Regions from separate parts of the Mustela erminea genome. Here region 2 is linked to region 1. Evidence: chromatin contacts called from public Hi-C data. All regions are on one chromosome and are shown on one strand. The core of a region is the stretch at or near the end of the contact, and the rest is flanking DNA. Distances in the headings are between cores, read along the strand shown. Region 1 overlaps ACTN1 (alpha-actinin-1). Region 2 overlaps DCAF5 (DDB1- and CUL4-associated factor 5).

What was found. A called contact is a pair of places that touch in the nucleus more often than the background predicts.
Region 2: a contact with region 1 is called in a Hi-C map of fibroblasts, with 5 times the contacts expected there. The contact joins two enhancer-like sites. A contact is called at or near these places in 3 of 3 Hi-C or Micro-C datasets (fibroblasts, skeletal muscle and spleen).

Annotation. Positions count from the first base shown.
Region 1 is chr5:115,394,365-115,401,612 of mMusErm1.Pri, forward strand. ACTN1 (alpha-actinin-1) reads right to left here. Exons shown (of 21, transcript XM_032344591.1): 3 at 5,087-5,206. Among named protein-coding and RNA genes, the nearest start is that of ACTN1, 58 kb to the right of the region's middle. Within about 2 kb of position 2,892, the one cell type or tissue checked has open chromatin away from gene starts, as enhancers often do. A contact at or near this core is called in fibroblasts, where this site is marked.
Region 2 is chr5:115,571,222-115,578,469 of mMusErm1.Pri, forward strand. All of the region lies in intron 5 of DCAF5 (DDB1- and CUL4-associated factor 5), which reads right to left. LOC116592129 (a small nuclear RNA gene) reads left to right here and starts at 6,840; the gene lies at 6,840-6,942. Within about 2 kb of position 3,355, the one cell type or tissue checked has open chromatin away from gene starts, as enhancers often do. A contact at or near this core is called in fibroblasts, where this site is marked.

The sequences.
Region 1 (7,248 bases), core at 1,642-4,141:
AAGCAGAAATACACGCAGTACAAGGTGTGATGGAGTAAATGCCCTCCCTGCCCATCACCCATTTGCTCAGGACCTCCGCGGTTTCCCACCTGCCTCAGAGTCCACGCCCATGACCAGTGGGGCCCTGACAAACCCCTCCCAACTCTCCCGTCACGTGGCCTCCCCACAGCTCTCTCCTCCCCAGATATCCACGAGACTTGTCCCTCACCTCCCTCCATCTCCGCTTCACCTTCTCCTGGAAACCTCCCACCTGCACTTCCTGCTGGAATCTTCTCCACCTGGTGTGTGTGTGTGTGTGTGTGTGTGTGTATCTCTGTGTGTGTGTGTGTGTGTGTGTGTGTGTGTGTGTGTGTGTGTGTGTCTATTTTCTCTCTCTCCCCTTCCAGACCATAAGCTCCATGAGGGGAACAATTTTTCCATTCTGCATCACTGCTTAGAGCCCAGCAGAGGGAGTGCCAGGCACAGAGAAAGCCCCCATCAACATCTATTGAATGAAAGAATGAATGAATGAATGAATGAATGAATGAATGAGGGAGCACTGGAGGGCACAACCCACGTGCGGGTGAACGGGCAGAGGTCACTCAGGCCCGTGGCTGGGAGATCATAACCGCACTCGGGCTCCTCCAAAGCAGGACCCAGGTCTGGAACAGAGCGCCGCTGTGCTCAACCATCAACACAGCCACTAAGAATTGCCTTCACGAGTTTTTAATGACCTGGAGAAATCTTTACAATATGGAAAGTGGAAAAAGCAAGTGTGAAATTTCATGGACAGTATTTCCAACACAGGGGATTATTTTTTTAACATCTAGAAGAGGCTCAGGTGGCGAGGTCTTGACCTTTCCGAGGGCAGAGGCTGCAGCACTGGCCCCCTGCCTCTATCCCATCCCATGGCTCCCCCCATACCTGACCTGTGAAGGCCAAACACCTAGGCCTCCTGTGGCCTTGAGTGCGGTGCCCTCCCAGCACTAAGGGAGACAAGAGGGGCTTCTTTTTTGCCTACTTATTCCTCCCTCCCTTCCCTAGAAACCCCCAGGGATTTCTGCTCACTGAGGTCTCACTCATACCAGATCCTGCAGGACACAGGAGAGCCAAGTACAGGCAAAAAGAGTGGGTTGACATCCCCTACGGCACCCCAGCCTCAGGGCCTGCTGCCCCCCTATCCCACCCCCAGAGCGTAGCCCCTGCCCACCCCCCAACCCCGAGGGTCCCCAGAACAAATCCTTTTCCCAGGCATCTGTGGGTCTGGATCACGGATGCCCATCTCACCAGAAGCCTTATGTCAGGGGACTGCCAGGAATGCTGGGTCTCAAAGGAGGGTCCCAAGGCCACACTGGGCCATGGGGACAAAACACAATGACAGACTAAACTGTCTACTATGGGTACAGGAAGAAGGGGAGCCATGTTTCTGCCGTTCCTGGTCTACAGCCTGCCATGACGCATTCACACCCTGCACTGACCCCCTGGCCCACCCTATGGAGGCAGTCACCCCGTGCATGACTCAGATGGTAAAATGAAGACATTCCGCATGACAGAAACTAGACCGCCGGGGGTCACAGGCTCCCAGACCCATGCTTCACCCCCAGTACAGGTGACCCATCATCAAGACCACGCCCAGGCTCCTGGCACCCAAAGCCATCAGGCCTTCCCCGCCCGAAGATCTTCAGATAAAAAATCCTTCTGGTCCTTTCACAGGGTTAAATACCAACCACTCACCTAAGTCAAGTCTCAAGTCCATGAAGTCTAGACATTCTAAATCAAGTGTATTCTAAACTTTTTTTTTATAAAGATTTTTTTTTAATTTATTTATTTGACAGACAGAGATCACAAGCAGGCAGAGAGGCAGGCAGAGAGAGAGGAAGGGAAGCAGGCTCCCCACTGAGCAGAGAGCCTGATGCGGGCCTCGATCCCAGGACCCTGGGATCATGACCTGAGCCAAAGGCAGAGGCTTTAACCCACTGAGCCACCCAGGCGCCCTCAAGTGTATTCTAAATCAAGGATCTATTCTAATCCCACCTGGATATAAGGAAATCCCTTACTTTCGGCCTCTGTGCAAACACCTTCGGGGACTGGGACCACAGGCCCCTCCAGAGCACCCATTCCATTCCCAGAGGGCCACCTGGGCCTGGGTTCGACCATCAGGGGCTCACCAGAGTCTAGTCCTGCACCCTATGATAATCCTTTAAAGGTCTGGGGTCTCGCCCACGCCAGGCCTGCCCCCGTCAGCCCAGGATGCCCCTCAGCGTACCCAGCAACATCTCTCCCACCCAGACCCCCATGAGTGCTCACTCCGGGGATCTGCTCCACTGCGTTTTATGTTAGTCTACAGCAATAAACCGCATCTCATTATAATAAACAAACCCCATTTGTGGCCTCATCCAGTTTCCTGGCACGGCAGGGCAGGCATCCCAGCACATGATCTTAGAGCTCAGTCTGAAACAGGAGAGGTGATTTCAACGTAGAAGTCTCGGCCTACAGCAAGGAATCCCGAGGGCAGTGAGGAGGTCAGGATTATCTCATTTTAAAGGAGCCTTTCAAAATCTTCAGAGAAGCGAGGCCCATGTGAAACAAATCAGAAATAGTAGCCAGCTTGGTTGACTTCCTGGAAGGTCAAAGGCACCGGATAGAGTTTATGCCTGGGTCTGTCTTTGCTCCTCGCCCTCTGCTGGAACAGGCACAGCCAAGCGGACCCAGCCCTCCGTAGCTGAGGACAAGCACATAGTAAAGTCCTGCCCTCGGCCCCCACACGCCGTGTCTGCAGCGATGGGAAGAGGTTCAGATCTCAGCTCTGGAGCCCGAACTCCCGGGTTCAATCTGGCTCTGCCCCACGGAAGGAATCTACCCACAGCCTGTGCTCAGCCACACCACCGGCTTCCACCCGGGCAACTCTTCTCAGCCTCAGCTGCCGGGATTACACAATGTGGCTGACGACACCCACCCGACAGGCCTGCTCCCGGGCAGAAAGGGAGAGCCCAGCCAAAGCATCCTGTCTAGCCAAAGAGCTGGGAGCAAGTGCTCTTCTCTCCCATCTTCCCCTTTCCTGCTCCCCTTCGGACCTCAGTGGGTTCTTTTTAATTTTAAATTTTAATTTTTTATTTTTTTAAAGCGTAGAAATATTGCTCAGAGTTTAAAAAAACAAAAACAGAAACAAACAAAAAAAACCTGTTAGGTAGCTGTTTTTCTTTCTAAAAATCTGGATTTCTGGCTTCTTTCGAAAAAAGAGGGAAAGCTCTTGCCATGATGGACCTATATTCCCTGCCCCCACAGCAACAATCAATCAGACCTGCCTGGCAGGTGCCCCGCCTAGAAGGAAGGACCTGCTTTCCCCAGTTCTCCACAATCCCCACCCATCCCTACCATCACCCCAGCTCTCCGTTACACATCCTTTAGTGCCCTGCCTCAGGGGACATGTAAGCTTACACCAGACCACCCCAGCGCCGTCTTCTGGTTTCCCAGCCCTGCTTCATGGAAACTTTTTCTGCCAACTCTTTAATCTTCCCTAATAGAGCAAACTACTCTTTCAAGAAGCAGAGACTACGTTTCCACTCACAAAACAAGTACCCCGCTAGGTGTGAGTCCTTCAAACATCTCCTGAGCACCTGCTGTGCGCGCCACACAGACGCAGAAGACACGGACTTTATTTCACAGCCGAGGGTGTGCTGGGACACACTTGGTGGCACCCACGACCGCTCAAACGTGAGCCTGAGTCCCCAGAAAGCCTGGGCTTGGCGAAATTTTCTGCAAAAGCCTGATAGGAAATATTTTCAGCTCTGTAGGCCATACAGTCTCTGTCACAACTTTTCTGCCAACAGTAGCAGGAGAGCAGACAAAGAGAAATGTAAACAGACAGGTGTGGCTGGGTTCCAGCATGTACAAAAACCCGTGTCGGCCGGATCTGAGACCGCGGACTGTGGTTTGCCGATACTGCACTAAAATTTGCCTTTGATGTAGCAATATAAAATCCCTCCATTTCTAGAAAGGAAGGTGGGGGCGGGGAGAGCTTTAGACTCCTCCCACCAGAGAAGAGATGTGCTCATCTCGTTTACTGGAGCGAGTCCCCCACCCTCTTCAAGAGGGGGGTGGGGGAGATGGGGGGGTGATTTCTCCGACAAAGACCTGGTCTCAACTCTGGCTTTGCCACTTATAGACACTGGGACCTTCAGTAAGTTACCTCATCTCGTTAGGCATCTGGTTTCTTCTCATCCAATGAGGGTAACGACGAGAGCCATCAGGGAGGCCATCCATGTGAGGGATCAGTGAGATCGTCTCCCGCCCAGAACCCGCCAGGGCGTGAGTGCTCCGGCATTCACAGCCACGCGCGCATGTGAAATGGTGAGTGAACGGATGGAAATGCTTCCCAGCTTTAGATTTCTGGTGCCGCACAGCAGGTGCCCAAGGAGTCCTGGATGAATCCACGGGGCGCAGTGCTGACACGGCCTGGCTACGGTGTTCCGTTCTCCTCCACCCTCCCCAAATCCTTCCAGAACACCACAGTGCACACCGAAACAAACTGCACTGCCTCGTTTAAACCATTAAGAACGAATAACAATGTATACTGAGCTTTAAAAAAAAACTGTTTTCAAGTGAAAGGAAAGAGTCAAGAACCTAATCTGCAGAGAAATGCTATTAGGAAATGTTCCTGAAGGCTTCTGGACAGCAGTCTTCCCCACAGACCCCTGGGAAGACCTCCACCCAGCGCATGTCTGACACTCTCCAGGCAACAGAGTTCTCTGCCTCAGGCAGCAGAGTGCAGGCAGGCCCGTGGGTGAGGGAGGTGGCACTCCACTCTCACAGGATCTCAAGGCACCAGGATTCGGCTGGGGGTGGGAGGGATCTAGGTCAGGACCAGGGAGCAGGCCCTTGGTTTTCCAGGGGGCAGAGCCGATGTGGGGGGGGTGCCGAGATTGGATGGAAAATGCAGCTGTTACATGAAGAATCCGCAGGTTGACCAGATGGAGGTGCTGGCTGCCCCCCACTTCCCAATGCACCCAGCAGCATGGGAACCCAGGAGTCAGGGCAGAAAAGGCCAAGAGAACAGGGAGCAGAAAATTAGGCACTGCCAAGCAGCCAGACGGCGGGCCTCACTCACCTTCGGCTCCAATGGACACGAGCTTGACCCCCTTGCTGGCTATGAAATCCAGGGCCTTGTTGACATTGGAGATCTTGTGCACTCTCATCTTGCCTCTCTCCGGCTTGGCCAAGCGCTCCCCTGCATGCAGATCAAGAGAGAGGGCAGGGAGGGTCGAGTGCTGCTTCCTGGGAGCATGGCTGCTCTCGTGACACTCTCGCCCAGGAGCAGCGAGGGGCCCCCTCGCAGGGAGTGACAGGCAGTCGACCCTGCCTCTTTCCTGCCACTTCTCAGACCTCAGTGCTTGCCCCCACCCAACTGATCTGTATTAAGCCGCTATGTCTGGGACCTGGCAGGTGCTAGGAATACAGGGGTGAACAGAACAATTCCCTGCCTTTGCACACTTCTGGACCAGGAGGAGACAGAGCTTCAACAGAGAAATACACAAATACGTGTAAACAAACAAACACCAACAAGGATAAATGCCTAAAAAGAGGATGCAGAGGAGGACAGGTAGGGCATGAAGGAGTTGTGGAATAGTCAGGAAAGGCCTCTGAGTGGGAGGGCAGCTGCGCTGCGACAGCAGCCAGTGATGATCAAAGCAGAAGAACAGCACATGCAAAGGCCCCGAACCCCTTCTACTCTATACTGCTTGGTCTGGGAAGATGTGTGGGCACTTTAGAATATTCTGAAAAAGTCCCCTAGTGTTCAAAGAAAGCTTCCCACGGTGTTCCTCGCTCGCTCGAGAACCACTGCCTCCTGTGGGCATCCTTGGCTCAGCTCCAAGCCAACTCCCCACCCTCAGTCCACCCCCTCCTCCAACACAGGTTCCAGGGTCAGAAGCTGCAGGCAAAGAGCTGGTTCTCCAAAGACCCCATTAAGAGCACTTTCAGCTCAGAACAGAGGCATTCAGGGACCTCTTAAAACTAAAACTCAAAATTAAAATGTGCAACATGCATGCCCATACCAGGGAAGGACACATAGCTTTAGAGTCTCTAAAAGGCCAGGGATCCCAGGAGGCTTGAGTACTGTCCCAGAGCCCAAAACTCAGGACCACTGCACCTGCCATGGTCTCCAGCCCGACCCAGCCACAATCCGCCCCCCCGCCACACCCAGGACATTAGCAGCCTGGCCAAGAGAGCTCAAGGAGCTGGACAGCCACAATGTGGTAGCAGCGCTTCTCCAGGGGGCCTCCCAGGCCCCCTCCACCCCAGCTTCTGGAGAACAGACTTCCTGCCACAGATGTGATTAGGCCTGGCAGCTCCCAAGGAAGCACAGCTGGGGTTTAATGATTAAATTAAGACCTTCCACTTGCAGCTCTCCCAAGGCTGTGGCCCCTGCTCAGCCTCCAAAGCGAGGTACCCCATCAATCCCCCTGGGCAGACGAAATGCCCCGGGGACACCCTCCCATTGGACGGATGAGGCAGCACTCCATCCCGCCTCCCGCCCTGAAGCTCTCCTGCTGAAGCCCTAGCCCTTAGGTCCTGCCAAGCCTGGGCTCCCCAGCCAGCCCCCCAGCTGTGTACCCTGGCTGGAACAGGACTTCTCCATCGGGACAGTGAAGGCAGCGAGGCCGGCAGTTCTCGCAATTCCAATGCCCAGCCCCCTTCCCCTGCCTCCTAATTTTGGAAATTAGGAGGTCTGGGGTGTGCCTAGGACTTTGCATGTGGATAAGCTCTCCTGCAGATTCTGGCGGGGGGGGGGGGGGGTGGTCTGGGGACACTCCTCAGAGGACCACTGGGGGCACCAGCCCCTTCCTTCTGTCCTCCTACTCCCCTCGCGATGCTCAAGGAAGAAAATGCAATGTCTCAGTGACTCAATGTCCCCCACCCCAAGGAAAGAGAGAACCCCAGTTCACGGACATGCACAGGTCCCCTTGGGCACAGGCCCGCCTGTTCGGTGGGGAATATGCAGCTAGTCCTGCTGAAAAGCCGGGCATCCGGTCACTCCAATATTTGCCGGCCATCACACACATGCCAAGCACCGTTCTGAGCCCTTGGGACACAGAGATGAGACCATCCCTGCCCCAAGCAGCTGAGAGTGGGATGCGAAAAAGCACAAATGGGCCAAAAATGATCATACCGTGGGCAAACGGACATGACAGGAATGACAAGAGGAATTAATGGGGTGTGACGGGAGCCCAGAGCTCCTGTCACTCCTGAGGACAGCCACTCATCCGGGGA
Region 2 (7,248 bases), core at 2,105-4,604, 180 kb after region 1:
ACGTGTAAAGGCAGCAACCCGGCCTAGTCGTCAAACCATCTACACCCACACAAGCGTGGGTCAGCCCTGTGTCTTCCAGAGCAGTCTTCTCACCAGAGGGAGGCAAGCTCTGGTACTGCAGCTCCATGTGGAAACAAGGCTTGGGGCAAAACAGGCTTTAATCCTTGTAGGATTGAAAAGAATGGAAAGAGAAAAAGACTTAGGAAACAGAGCCTAGTACTCCCAACATCAAGAAGAAGGCTGGTAGCCCTGCAGGCCCCAAGTAATAATCTCTGCAGAGAAATGTTCTCATAATGGTCCTCAACAGAGGCCACACTCACTCACATACAGAGAATGAATGACGGGGCTATTAGAGTCCAGGCATTTCCTACACAGGGTGCCCTAGCTGCCACAGGCATGCGGTGTTATCTAAACACTGAGCTCAAAAACAATGAGAGGCTTTCAATCCCACAGCAGCACAGAGTGTACAAATAAACCACCATCTGTAGGACTGAAGAGGAGCTGGGGGTGGAAACAAGACTCCACGGCAAGAAACTTGGCCAGCCCCACACCAGCAACAGCAGCAGGGGGTTGCATCTGCTTGGGCACCTCTGACAGGAAAGCTGGGGCCTCTGGCAAACGCCCTTTGCATCGGTTAACAGGAATTTCCTCTGCTGATTCTAGTCAGACCTGCTGAAGTCTGCCCAGGACAGGCATCAGGCCCATCCCACCCCCACCAGAGCTCTTTGACCAATTTTCGCATTCTAGCCACCCTACAGAGGTCTGTTTGTGGGCTCTAGGAGAGTCACTAACTTTTCTCTCCTGTGCTTCTGGGCAGGGAACTCCTTTCTCTCACACAGAGGGAAGGGTGTAGAACTTGCTCCTAAGCGTCTGGGGGTGCTGTCTAAAAAGCATCAGCTGCTAAAACAGAATTCTTCGTGTTTGGGCACAAAATTCAACTCCTACCAGAGGGCAGAATGATACCTGAAATCCAGAGAGTGAACGATGTTAACCATGATTTCTCAGCAGGGGCTCTACAGCTGGCTCTTCCTGGTGAGAATGGTAAGGATGATCTAGTTCATTAGGAAGAAAAAGCTTAGAAGCAGTCTGCCCTCACAGTCAAGATACAAAGATTATGTCAAAGATCTGTAGTTTAAGGTTCCAAGTGTAAAGTGCCTGAGAAATCATCTGGGACTCTTTAAAAATGTGGATTTTCTGGATCCACCCCCAGATATTCTAATTCAATCTGGGAAGTGGGCCCAGGAATCTGAATTTAACAACCCCAATTAATTCTGATGCATGTGACTTTCAAACCACCTTGAGAAAGATGGTTGGTTTCATTTTTGGCATTTTGGGGGAAAGGAAGCAGGAAGAGAAGAGAGAATGGGGTCAGGAGGAAAACAAGGTGGAGAGAAGGTAGATTACCAGAGGTTCAAAAAAAACCAATTATACAATATGGCACTTTTTACAGCCCCATGTCCATTAGCAGAAAGGACTCTAATTCCTTTTGAAAACCAGAGTTCCTCTCTACCAAGAGTGCCTGAAATGTCTTTTTCTTGTCATCAATACATTCCCCAATGGAGAATTTTCTCATTTCCTCTTGGAGAACTGAGGGAAGACTGCCTCAATCTTTACTTGCTTTCTCAACTCTTGATCTTGATAAGGGAGATGGCACTATCCCCACTCTTCAGAAAAATGGCCACCATTATGAACCCAGATAAGACGAGCAGTATCTTGAAAGGCAAGCAACAGATTAAAATGTATTCAACTCAAAATATCCTTATTTAGAAAAAGAAAAGCAAAAAAATCTATTCCCAACCTATCTTCAATCAATGATTTGTCATAAAATGCAACAAGAATGGGGTAGGAGGTAATCCAAGGGTCAGCATGTAAAAGATCCAGGACGAAAAGCAGGAGAACCACAGAACAACAGGAAAATATTTCTCACTAGTGTGGTCTCCTGAATTTTTCCTTTTTTGCTCCCTCCCACCCCCAGTATTCAAATGGACTTTTTTTATTGCTCTTACGGAGTAAAAAGAACATTTTTAAAAGTACTTGGCCAAGGATAAGGGCTTGGAATAGAAGAGAAACAGGCTAAGGCTGTTTCCAAGGAAAGTAACTGGGAGAAAGATACGTTGTGATCATGTTCAACACAAGACAGGGCACTGCTAACTTTTCCAAGATTAGATTCTATGGAGCTAGATTTCCATAAAACCATGACTAAGTAATTCATCTGCCGGTACCAACATGATTTACCAATGCCCACCAGCATGAAATTCCTTACATTTTCCAAGTGAAAGCTTCAATAACACCCATGAAATGTACTGTTATTCCAAATCACAGACATCAGACCTGGTATTGTACCACCAGAGTGGCACAATCAAGATCCTATATAGGTGGGGGAAATCCCTTCCTCCCCTCCAGTTTCTGCTTTAGGATGGGATAACCTATAAGGAGTAAAAGACATTTTGTACTCGCACAACCCATAGAATATGACAAATCCTAGAGAACAATAGAATTAGAAAGCAAACAAGTTCAGGGAGTCACAGCCCACACCAATCTTATTTAAGAATGCTCAGGGTCATAATAATCCCTTAGCCATTTATTTTATGTGAGTTGGCAGGAGAACCTTTTCTCTTTTGTTTTTTCTAACGCAATCCTCAATTTCAAGATTGAGACTTCCCTAGAGGAAGCTGGAACTATTAGACAACTAGTATGAGAAAGATAACGCTGTGATCTGTGTCTAAACAAACTCACTTTCCCCAGAACATGATTCACTGCCAAACCTCTCTGGCTTGAAATATAGATACAGGTTCAGCGTACCTGATAAGATTTCCTTCCCTTCTTGAATACCCAGAAATTTAAATTTGACTGAAGTTGGCAGAAGGGCCTGGTAAATTTCTGATAAAGAGATCTTTGGATAGGGGTGGCTGGGTGGTTCAGTCAATAGAGCATGCAACTCTTGATCTCATGGTTGTGGGTTTGAGCCCCATGGTGTGGGTAGAAAGATTACTTAGAAATAACATCTTTTTAAAAAATCTTTTTAACACATCTTTAAATGACCAAATGACATATCTAGTCCCTCCACAAAGCAAACATGGATGGCGGGCTTGCAGTATTTCTAATCACACCATCTTCCAGAAGAGGGACATACCCAAAGTTGAAGTGATTTGGAACCTAAATTTTTGCATTTGGCCCAGAGATTCCCAAAAACCACACAGAATCAAACAAGATTTCAAAATAAAGTAAGAGGCACTGCCATAAGCAAAAGATTTGTTATAAGACACTCATGAATTTCCCACAGAACAAGGACTCAACATTTAGTCATCTCAGCTCATCAGACGGCCTGGCTTACTCAGAATCCCCCTCCATCCCAAGCTACAGAAAACAGAGAGGGATTTCGTAAGCAGCCATTTCATCTTCACTTACAACTAACTACTCCTGGTCCTACCTTCTGACAGATTTTTACAATAGCATCAGCCCCGACCTCACAGTACATAAAACTGGAAAGGAAGAGTTTAATGAACAGTGGGTGGCAAGAGGCAGGAAAAAGCCAGGGGAAGAGGGATGGCAGCTCCTATAGCAACGGTAGCAGCGCTGCAGGAGGGGGTGGGAATACATGCAGGTAAACAGGCAGTCCCTGATGGCAGGAGGGGAAACTGGGGTGGGTACATGACTGTTAGGGTACAAGATCACAAAGCTGGAGAAACGTTAAAGAGGAAAGAGGCAAAGTCTGGAAAAAATCCTAAGCAGAAGAGGGTCTGAAAACAAAATCTCAATTTCTTACCTTCTAGGAAGAACTCCTACACAAATAGTTGAAAATGAGAGATGCGAGGGATGCAAAAGAAAGGGAGGGAAGGCCAAGCCAAACTGCTGACTGATGGGAGAGGAAACAGGAAGCCAGCCTGTTTCTCATAGGAGCCGCTCACTGAGAACGTATCCAAACACCTAAGTCCCTTCTAGTTGGCAGTCACACAACTGTCTTAGAATAATGGCTTTGAAACTTTTTTCTAGCAACCTTTTGTAAAGTACATTTTATACCGCATCCCAGTACACCCACATCTTTTAGCATAACTTCATTAAACAATACTTACCACCTACTATAATGCTATGCACTGATTTTCTATTCTATATTTTTTTTATTTAATAAATACTTGTGACCATCTACAATGATGTCGTGGCCCACAGAATTATTGAAAGAGCTTCCTACCTTAGCCTCCTTGCTTCCACTCTTGGCCCATGCTTCATTTATCTTGAATAACACAGCCAGAGGGATGATGAACCATGAGTCAGAACACATCATTCCTTTGCTAAAGGTCATCCAGTGGCTCCCCATTTACACCAGAGTAAAAACCAATTCCTTATGACACCAGTAAAACCCTAGACAACCATCTCTCCGACCCCTGTATCTCTGACCCCACCTTCTAGCACTCTTCTTACTTTACTCTACTTCAACCACATTATGCCTCCTTGCTGACCCTAGAACAAGTCAAACATGCTTCTGCTTCAGGGTCTGCATTTGCAGATCCTGAAGTCCAGAAAGGTCCTCTCCAGGGATGCCCATGATTCTTTCTTCAAGTATCCTCCTCAACCAGGCCCTTTCTGACACCCTGTGCAAAAATACCAGCTCCCCAGTACTCCGTCTCCCTTGCCTGCTTTATTGTTCTGTAGTACATGAATCACCACCTTATACACCATATATTTTTATGTATTTATTTTGTTTCTTATTTGTCTTTTCCCACTAGACTGTGAGCTTTTGTTTGTTTTCCCCATACATCCCAAGTGCCTGAACAGTGCCAGACACATAATCGTCATTCAATAAAGAGCTGCTGAATGAATGATCTAATGGATTGTGAGCAGCTGTTTCAAAAACTCTTGACTTTGTACATTAAAAAAAAAAAAAATGGGATCCACCAAAGTTCACATGGGTCCTGACATTTATCTACACATGAAACCCAATCTGAGAGGCAAGCCACAAAGCAGCAGAAAATTGGAAAAATTGCAAGAGGCAGGGCACCTGGGTGGCTCAGTCGGTTAAGCATCTGCCTTCAGCTCAGGCCATGATCCCATGATTCTCATTTCACACTGGTGGAAACCAAGGTCCTAAGCAGTTACGTGATTTGGTCCTGAGCACACGACAGATAAGCAGCAGACGTAGAACCAGCACATTTTTTTCTGTTTCTTGGCTCAACAGGATTTCACAGAGGGGTGCCTTGGTAGCACAGCTGGTTAAGCGCTGGACTCTTGGTTTTACCTCAGGTCATGATACCAGATGGTGAGATCGAACCCCATGTGGGGCTCCATACTCAGCGTGGAGTCTGCTTGTGTTTCTCTCTCCCTCTCCCTCTGTTCCTCCCACCTCTCTAATAAATAATTCTTAAAAACAAATAAACTGCAAAAACAAAACAACAAAACAAAAAACCAAGATTTCACAGAATACATGGTGGAGATGGATTATTCTACCTCAGAAAATACTATCAGACGAGGAGGCATCAGGGCCAGAGGATTTATCTAAGTAATTCACTTCACACCCTGTCCTGTCATTCATTAACTCATGTGTTCATGCATGCATTTACTGAATAAACATTTACTGAATACCTACTAACTATTTTACATACTGCACTAGGCCCACAGTTTCAAGTTTGAAATAAGATGAAGGAGATGGGGCACGTGGGTGGGCTCAGTTGTTAAGCACCTGCCTTCAGCTCAGGTCATGATCCCAGGGTCCTGGGACTGGAGCCCCTCTCAGGCTCCCTACTCAGCGGGGAACCTGCTTCTCTCCCTCTCCCTATCCCCCTGCTTGAGTTCCCTCTCTCGCTGCTGCTGTCAAATACATAAATAAAATCTTTTTAAAAAAGATTTTAAAATCTTTAATAGATTTTATTTATTTGAGAGAGAGACACACACAAGAGATGGAACACAAGCAAAGGGAGTGGGAAAGGGAGAAGCACGCTTCCGCTGAGCAGGGAGCCCGATTCGGGACTTGATCAATGCCACCCAGGCACCCCAATAAATAAAATCTTAAGAAAGAAAAAGAAAAAAAGATGAAGGAGACAACCTCAAGAACCTATTAGGTATAAGGAAACCAAAAGTTTCCATCTATAACATACATAGTGTTGTAGTAAGGGAAACATGTGTAGTGAGAGATATAGGAAGACTATCTACCCTCCACTGGGGACACAGGGGTGGGAGTGCTTACAATAGACTTCTAGAAGAAAAATCTCAGCTGACTCAACAGAAAGAGTCAGAGAGTTGACTCAAATTCTTAACTGGCAAAAGAAATGAGATAAATCCAGGTATATTAATGTATGGGTAAATTTCCAACACATACTGATGAGTGAAAAACATACATGCATAGAGAGACAACTCTGTACGTTTTCTATGGATACATATGTTAGCATATAAAAGTAAAAAAAAAAGAAAAAGTTCTGGAGGCATATACTACAAATTCCTAACACTCATTACTCTCAGGGGAGGGGACAGGAGACCAGTACTGGAATAAGTAGTAGTCAGAATGGACTTCAGCTTTATTCGAAGTTTTAAAAGGAGAACTTTACTAAGACAGAATCCATATTTTTTTAACTTCTAATTCTGAAGCAAGTACAGATTCAGAGGAAGTTGCAGAGACATGTACAAAAAGATCCTTTGTACGCTTTAGCCACCCTCTCCCTGTGTTACCATCCTAGATAACAATAGTAAAATATCAAAACCAGGAAATTTACATAGATACACTCTATAGAGCTTATTCAGATTTTGCCGATTACACATGCAATCATTTGTGTGTGTGTGTGTGTGTGTGTGTGTAGCTCTATGCAATTAGATCACATGCACAGCTCATGTAACCACTACAATTAAAACACCTGTGGTGCTCGCTTCAGCTATACTAAAATTGGAACGATACAGAGATTAGCATCGCCCCTGCGCAAGGATGACACACAAATTCGTGAAGCATTCCATATTTAAAAAAAAAAAAAAGAAGAAGAAGTATGTTACCATCATCACAAGACTCCCTCATGCTACCCTCCCTTGTATGGCCACATTCATCCCCACTCTCTCCCCATTGCTAACATCTGGCAACCACTTATCGGTTCTCCATCTGTTCAACTATATTAGTTTGTGAATGTTTACATGGAATCATGCAGTATGTATCTTTTGAGACTGGGAAGTTCATTTTTAATCTATAAAGGAACTACCAAACTATGTTTCAGAGTGGCAATACGATGGTACATTCCCACCAGCAATGCAGGAGCGATCCAGTTTCTCCACAAC